Regions from separate parts of the Sus scrofa genome. Here region 2 is linked to region 1. Evidence: chromatin contacts called from public Hi-C data. All regions are on one chromosome and are shown on one strand. The core of a region is the stretch at or near the end of the contact, and the rest is flanking DNA. Distances in the headings are between cores, read along the strand shown. Region 1 overlaps LARS2 (probable leucine--tRNA ligase, mitochondrial). Region 2 overlaps LIMD1 (LIM domain-containing protein 1).

Evidence for each region. A called contact is a pair of places that touch in the nucleus more often than the background predicts.
Region 2: a Hi-C map of retroperitoneal adipose tissue shows a contact between it and region 1, with 2.7 times the contacts expected there. The contact joins two enhancer-like sites. A contact is called at or near these places in 3 of 5 promoter capture datasets (fetal liver, fetal skeletal muscle and liver), 28 of 47 Hi-C or Micro-C datasets (adipose tissue, alveolar macrophages, blood and 14 more) and 1 of 2 datasets of contacts at active chromatin or transcription factors (skeletal muscle).

What each region holds. Positions count from the first base shown.
Region 1 is chr13:28,663,648-28,667,208 of Sscrofa11.1, forward strand. It overlaps LARS2 (probable leucine--tRNA ligase, mitochondrial), which reads left to right. Exons shown (of 21, transcript XM_021068636.1): 15 at 1,254-1,354. Among named protein-coding and RNA genes, the nearest start is that of LIMD1, 65 kb to the right of the region's middle. Within about 2 kb of position 1,589, at least 9 of the 83 cell types and tissues checked have an H3K27ac peak or open chromatin away from gene starts, as enhancers often do. A contact at or near this core is called in omental adipose tissue and retroperitoneal adipose tissue, where this site is marked.
Region 2 is chr13:28,777,718-28,781,278 of Sscrofa11.1, forward strand. The region is part of intron 2 of LIMD1 (LIM domain-containing protein 1); the gene reads left to right. Among named protein-coding and RNA genes, the nearest start is that of TRNAR-ACG, 37 kb to the right of the region's middle. Within about 2 kb of position 1,549, at least 11 of the 83 cell types and tissues checked have an H3K27ac peak or open chromatin away from gene starts, as enhancers often do. A contact at or near this core is called in omental adipose tissue and retroperitoneal adipose tissue, where this site is marked.

The sequences.
Region 1 (3,561 bases), core at 339-2,838:
TGAGAACGTCAACACATCCCCAGACTCAGACGTCCCTCCCTGCCTTATAGTATGAAATACGGACACCCGCTTTCAGCCTCCGCCTCCGCCTCCAATAACAATTTCAAATATGAAATAAAGTAATTTCAGTACGAGGCTCAACTGCTGCTTGTACTCTTAAGAGAAAACGTTTGTATTTCACTGCGCAGCCAGTAAGGGTGTGACTAACACTACCTTGTGAAAAAACAGGCACTATAAATAAGTTATCATCCACCCATATGTAAAACACTAGGTAGCTGTTTGAAAATGAAACAGACCTGCATCGACTAATAGTAACGGCCTTGTCAGAGGGGAATGGGCCTAGGAAGGTGGGGCATGGGTGGGGAATTTGAACAGAAAAGGTGCATTCATGTATAGTTTGTATGATTTAAACATTTTAAAGTGAATGTAAGCAGGCTCTGTATAAAATTTAAGGGAAGAGTAATCTTGAACAAAACCCCAATGTAAACCTTTCTGTGTCCTCTTGAGCCCTTCCTTACACCAGGCTCAACATCACTGACATTTGTGTGGTCGTTTAAAATTTACAAGTATTTTCAGTCATTTCATTTCATCCTCCCAGCAACATTTTGAGGTAGGTTTTCATTTTATTTTGTTTGTCTTTTTTTAGGGTTGTACCCACAGCATATGGAACTTCCCAGGCTAGGGGTCAAATTGGAGATGCAACTGCTGGCCTACACCACAGACACAGCAGCATGGGATCTGAACCGCACCTGCGACCTACCCCACAGCTCACAGAAATGCCGGATCCTTACCCACTGAGCAGGGCCAGTGATCGAACCCTCATCCTCGTGGGTACTACTCAGATTTGTTTCCACTGCATCACAGTGGGAACTCCAAGGCATGTTTTTATCATCCCCATTTTACAGATGAATGGACTGATGCTCAGTGCAAGTAAGTGACTTGCCTTGGCTCATGAAAGTCATTAAGAAGCAGAATAGAGATTCAGATCCAGGCCTTCCAGACCTGAGACCTGGTATTCTTTCTACTTCGCCACATTGGAAAGTAGTTAATCTCTGCCAATTTGGCTTAACTTTCTTATCGTTTATGTGTAAGAGGCCACTTATTCAAGTTGGGTTTATAAGTGGCATTTGTCCACCTGTCTGTTTTTATGAAGGTGGTTATCTCTACCCAGCAGCTGGTAAGGTTCGTACTGCTGTTTTCCAGATGCTTTGAATTCCTACCCCAGTTTTCTTTTCCTCTTAATCTTTCCTCAGAGAGCCTTTTCATAAGCTGCTGGCCCAAGGCCTTATCAAGGGGCAGACATTCCGCCTACCATCTGGACAGTATCTCCAGCGAGAAGAAGTGGATCTCACAGGTGAGAATGGCCCTCTCATCCCAGCCAGGTGATCACAGAGAACTGAGCAGTGGGCGCTGCCGGCCCAGGCTGAGCTGCCAGGGAACCCAGGGGAGCGCTCCTTTAGCCTCATGGTCTCAAGGCCTCGCTTGCTGTGGGCAGCTCCTGAGGCTCCCAGCCCCTTCTCATCTAGCTCAAGTGTCATTTCAGCTTCTGGAAGGGTAACATAGAGTCAGCACTGGGTCATCTGCTGTCCTAGCCTGCATTTGGTAGCCCATCTAGGCGGGTGTTTCAGAACCTCAGGGGACCACCACCACACTACTGCTCCCACAGTGCCCAGAGCGCCCCCTGGTGGAATACCTCCCCCTGACTCCCTGGGCTTCCCTCTTCCAGCTTTTCCTTTCACCCTGTGTTTTCACTCATCCTCAGAGAATTTCCGGTGACAGGAAGAGGGTGTATCACGTACACTTAGAATACACATAAATGACGTGTTAGAAAATTATTAGGCAGCTGTGAGAAACTATGGCCATTAAACATAGAATCACCAGTGCGTAATGAATTTAAGTAAACCCACCAACTCCTTAAATGGTAGACAGCCTCCCAAGCCAATCACTAGAAGGAAGGGTTAGGTGGGAACAGTCAATGGAATTGCCTAATTAAAGCAGTCATTTTACCAGAGTGTAAAACGGAAGGTCCATGGGAGGAAACGGAGCTGGAGAAGCAGAATTTGGCAGTGTTTCTCCAACACAGACAAGTGGGAAAGGAGCTAAATTCAGGGCCATGTAACTCGCAACTGCTAGTGAAGTGCTGTCTGTCTGTCATGGGCAGGGCTGCCCTGTACAGCTGTGCAGTTTGTGCACTGCACAAAGGTAGCCAGCCAAGGGGGTGAGCAGGGCCTAAAATCCAGACACTTGCCAGACCACACACCTCAGGGCCACCTCTGCCAAGAGAGGGCACCTTTTTCTAATGTCTCAACTTCTCTGCCCAGAAAGATACCTTTTTCCTAATTTTCACAGCAGTGTTGTTAAGGTTAGTCACAGCCCAGCCTTGGGGTGTCGGCTAGAGGGGGCAGTGGTTCCCTGGGCCTCACCACAGCCGGGATAAAACATCTGGGACGTCAGTCTCCCTTGGCTCAGACGTCATGGGGCCAGGCCATGTCGTGAGCATCTTTTCCCTTCCCACGCAGACTTGCCCCTGGGGGAGGATACGTGCTTGGATCAGCAAGGGCAGGCATCCATCTGCTTGGTGGGGAGGCTCTCAGGATGTGTGGAGCTGGCTTGTAGGTGTATACGCCGGGCCTCTGGGAGTTTGGTTTCTCTTGGAGTCGGGAAATATTTAGCTGGAAAGAACAGAAATGCACCTAAAAGCGACTTTTGCACCAGAATAAGGGACATCAGCTGTAGGAAATATGGCATGTAGGAGGCCGCCAGGCCACCCCTCTCCTCTCTCTTTCTCAAGCCTCTAGTTCCTTTTCCAGCACCTGTCAATTCTTCCGCTCTGTTCTCCTTCCTCTGCCAGGCCTGGATTCTGCTCTCCCCAATTTCAGTTTACACAGTGATCTTGGGCAGCCGCAGGGCCAAGTCTTGCCCTTTCTCTTTAGGACCTTCTGGTTCCAGTGCCGAACAGCACGGAAACAGTTTCTGCCTCTTAGTTCCAGTTCCTGAGACAGAGGCTTAGCCTCATCAAACATCCCTCCTGGTCCAACCGCTGGAGCGCAACAACACAGTCACTTCATCCGAACACGGCCATGGGGGGCCTCCATCAGCACCATCTGGACCAGGGGTGTGGGTGGGAAGGAGACGGAGAACAGGGCTCTGCAAAGGGACACCACACTTACCGTGGGCCCTGATGGTGACTTTAGCATGGACAGGAACACCTAACCTCCAGGTGAAGTGACCTCTCAGGTGCTTTGCTGCTCCGAGACCCTGATGGGTCAGCTGCCAGCTTCCAGGGGAGACCCTGAATGTGTAAAGGAAAGAGCAGTATGCCAGCCTTTCTTATTCTCTTCTACTTATCTTTTTTGTATATGAGTAATTTCCTTTTTATAAAGAGGGAAATCACTGTCTTATTTTGAAATTGAGAAGAAGATGGCACAGGCTGTCGTACATGTCATATATATTCATGAAAGATTTATGTTTTGCTGTTTTGTTTTCCTTCAGGGCCGCACACACGGCATATGGAAGTTCCCAGGCTAGGGGAAGCTGTAGCCAACGGCTTATGCCACAGCC
Region 2 (3,561 bases), core at 299-2,798, 110 kb after region 1:
GAGCTAGAATTCAGTAGGGAGTCGGATGCCCCCATAGGGGAGAAATGGATTCAGAACTTTGATTGGAAGTCTGTTTCTGGAGTTCCCTGGTGGTGCAGTGGGATAAAGATCTGGAATTGTCACTGCTGGGGCACAGTTTGATCCCTGGTCTAGGAACTTTTGTATGCCACAGGCACAGCCAGAAAAAAAAGAAAAAACCAAAAACCCAGAAGTCTGTTCCTTTTTAAGGCTTTTGATCTCTGAATTTCTGAGCTGTTGAGTCATCCCAATATTTTTCATCATATTCAGCATTTAGGGGATGAGTCAGCTGGATTTAGGGAAAAAGCTGAAGAGGAAGAATGTGAGAAAAGGAGAGCGGGTCCACACAGAGGACATCAGTGGGCGAGGGTGAGATCAGGAAACGACCAAAATAGACAGAGCTGGGCAAAGGGCTGTGCGAGTCGGAGTGTGGAGGTGGAGGAGAGGTAGGCTTTTACTTGGCCTGTGGTCAGAGAGTCGTGTGTCCCTCTCCAGCAAACCCAGTTCTGCTGGGTGCACCGGAAGTGGAACCAGACTTGGTTTCCCAGATCAGTCGTTGTTGATGCAAATCAGAGGCTGTGAAGTCCCAACAGTGGGGGAATATCAGTGCCTGTGACATTAAAGGAGGATGGGATTTTTGAGCTGTGTCGTGAGGGTAACTCCAATGTGCCCTGCATCCTTAGTTGCCACATCTGCATTTCAGGTGCCTGATCTTTGCACAGGCATGGTCTGGGGGGAGATCTGCACCCTTTCCTCCAGTAATCCCAGACCAAGGTGAGACCTGGCGGTGTGCAGTGTCTCCTGGACTCTGAGAGCAGAGTGCAGTGCTCTGACATGGGGTGGGGGGCACTTTGCCCTAATTAGCATGAAGATGTCGCACTGGATGTCTCATCTCAGAGCCAGAATCCTGGATTTAGGGAGTGAGATCTACGGAGGTCTGAGCTTTATTCTGGCATCGTATTCACTGCTCAGGTCTCCGTGGCGCCCTCGTTTTGCTAAGAGCATCTCTTCTCAAAAGTTCTCTGGCTCAAATGTTCTCTTAGACTTCTATCCCCAACTCTGGTCTGGCCCCCTGATGACTAATCTTGTGTCAACTTGACTGGGCCACAGAGTGCCTATGTCTGGTCAAACATTTTTCTGGGTGTGTTTCTGAGGGTGTTTCTAGATGGAAGCAGCAATCGGTAGACTGGGTAAAGCTCCCCCTCATGTGGGTGGTCCTCACCCAATCAGTTGAAGGACTGAACTGAATCCAAAAGCAGACCCTCCTGGAGTAAGGGGGTTTCCTCCTGCCTGTCTGCCTTGAACAGCTGCGTTTGGACTGGAACTGCACCGTTGCTGTCCTGGGCCTCCAGCCTGCTGACTGCAGATCTGGGGCTTGTCAACACTCATAATCATGTGAGCCAACTCCTTATAACCAATAAATCTCTCTCCCTCCCTCCATCTCCCTTCCCTGCCTTCCCCATATGTATACTGACAGTTTCCATCAGTGCTGCCATGCCTCTGACATGGGTGCTGCTATGCGCCACTGTGGAATATTTGCTCCATTGTCTCATGCCCTTCGTGTGTCCCAACCACACTCATTTCCATAAGAGGAAGTAGAGCCCCAGAGTGGTTGCATAGCTGCAATCAAGGAGAGTGGTATGTACCTGGGTGGGAAGAAGCACGAGGGTGACAAGACACCGGAGTAGGGGATGTTTGGTGTGACTGTGGGCTCCAGGGCACTCAGGCTAGAGACAGTGGCAAGAAAGAATGGGGACAGTGTCTAACTATTCTTGATTTACCCTTGATCTGACACTTTTGGTATAATACTGAGCACATGATTAATACCAAATAAATGTTGGAAGGCATAAAGTTGGCGCTTACCCATTGCCCTGTATCCATAAGCTATCACTCCCAATTCCCCACCCCTCTTTTCTAGCCCTTAGCAACCACTCATCTATAGACTTGCCTATTCTGGCTGTTTCATATAAAAAGAATCATATAATATGTGGTCTTTTGTAACTGGCTTCTTTCACTTAGCATAATATGATCCACATCATCTGTGTTATAGCCTGTATCAGAACCTAATTTTTTTATGGTTGAATAATAATTCATTGTATGCATAGACCACATTTTATTTATCCATTCACTTCTTGGCTATTATAAATAATGATGCTATGAAGATTCCTGTGGCATGGCATTTTTTTTCCCCCATGCTTGGGGTTTGCGGAAGCTCCTGGGCCAGGGACCAAACCTGAAGCACAAAAGCACCTTGAGCCATAGCAGTGACAATGCCAAGCCCGTAACCACTAGGCCACCAGAGGACTCCTCCTGTGCATATTTTTGTGTGGACATATTTTTTCACTTCTCTTGGATAGATACTTAGGTGTGGAATTGCTGGGTCATATGGTAACGATGTTTGAGTTTTGGGAATGTTCTACAAAGTGGCTGTACCATTTTACTTTCTCATCAGCAATGTATTTTTTTTTTTTTAAACATTGCCCATTTTTTTTATCGGAATCAAGTTACTCAAGGGGAAGGGATTACATAAGACCGTAAATAGCAGGATCGCTGAGGCCATCTTAGAAGATGCTGACTGCAGTGGCTATCTGGCAACCTAAAGGGAGAGTCTTCTTGGGACTGAAACCAGCCCAGAGGCAAACACAGTTGAGAAATAGGAGGAGGAGTTCCCGTCGTGGCGCAGTGGTTAACGAATCGGACTAGGAACCATGAGGTTGAGGGTTCGGTCCCTGCCCTTGCTCAGTGGGTTAACGATCCGGCGTTGCCGTGAGCTGTGGTGTAGGTTGCAGACGCGGCTTGGATCCCGAGTTGCTGTGGCTCTGGCGTAGGCTGGTGGCTACAGCTCCGATTCAACCCCTAGCCTGGGAACCTCCATATGCCGCGGGAGCGGCCCAAGAAATAGCAACAACAACAACAACAACAACAACAAAAAACAAAACAAAACAAAAAAAAGAAATAGGAGGAGACATACTTGTGACACCACTTAGGCCTGCGGGGATCTGGACAATTCTGAAGCCAACCACTCACTGGCATCCTAATTACTGGAACTAATTACTTTTCTTTGTTAAAGAAAAGATTCCATTTGCACTGGGTTTTAGTCACTTGCAATTGAAAGACTCCTGATTAACATATAAATAATTTGGACAGGTTCTTTGGGTTTCCTGGAACAAAGATGTGCCTAGGTCACCTTAAGAACAAAGTGTTTGCTGAAAGGATGCTGGTGGTCCAGCAGCACCTGGAGCCTTTTCGTGGAGTGGGTCAGTTCTGGAGGTGGAAGGCTCTCTGTCCCTCCAGGTGCTTGTCTTCTTCAGTGAATCTGCTTTTTGCCCACTGCTGATGGGCCATTTCTCCTCCGTGGTGTGTATCCTTTCGCCCACACTCCCTGCTGCCTCTGATTTCCAGCCTGCAAAAGACTCTTGATGGCCCCTCTGTACTCTCAGTGCATCTATTTTCTGTCTTATCTCCTACCACTTACTTACACCCCCCTGCTTCTCTTTCCAGTGTAGATTCAGGAGGGTGACTCTGATGGGTGGAGGTCATCCT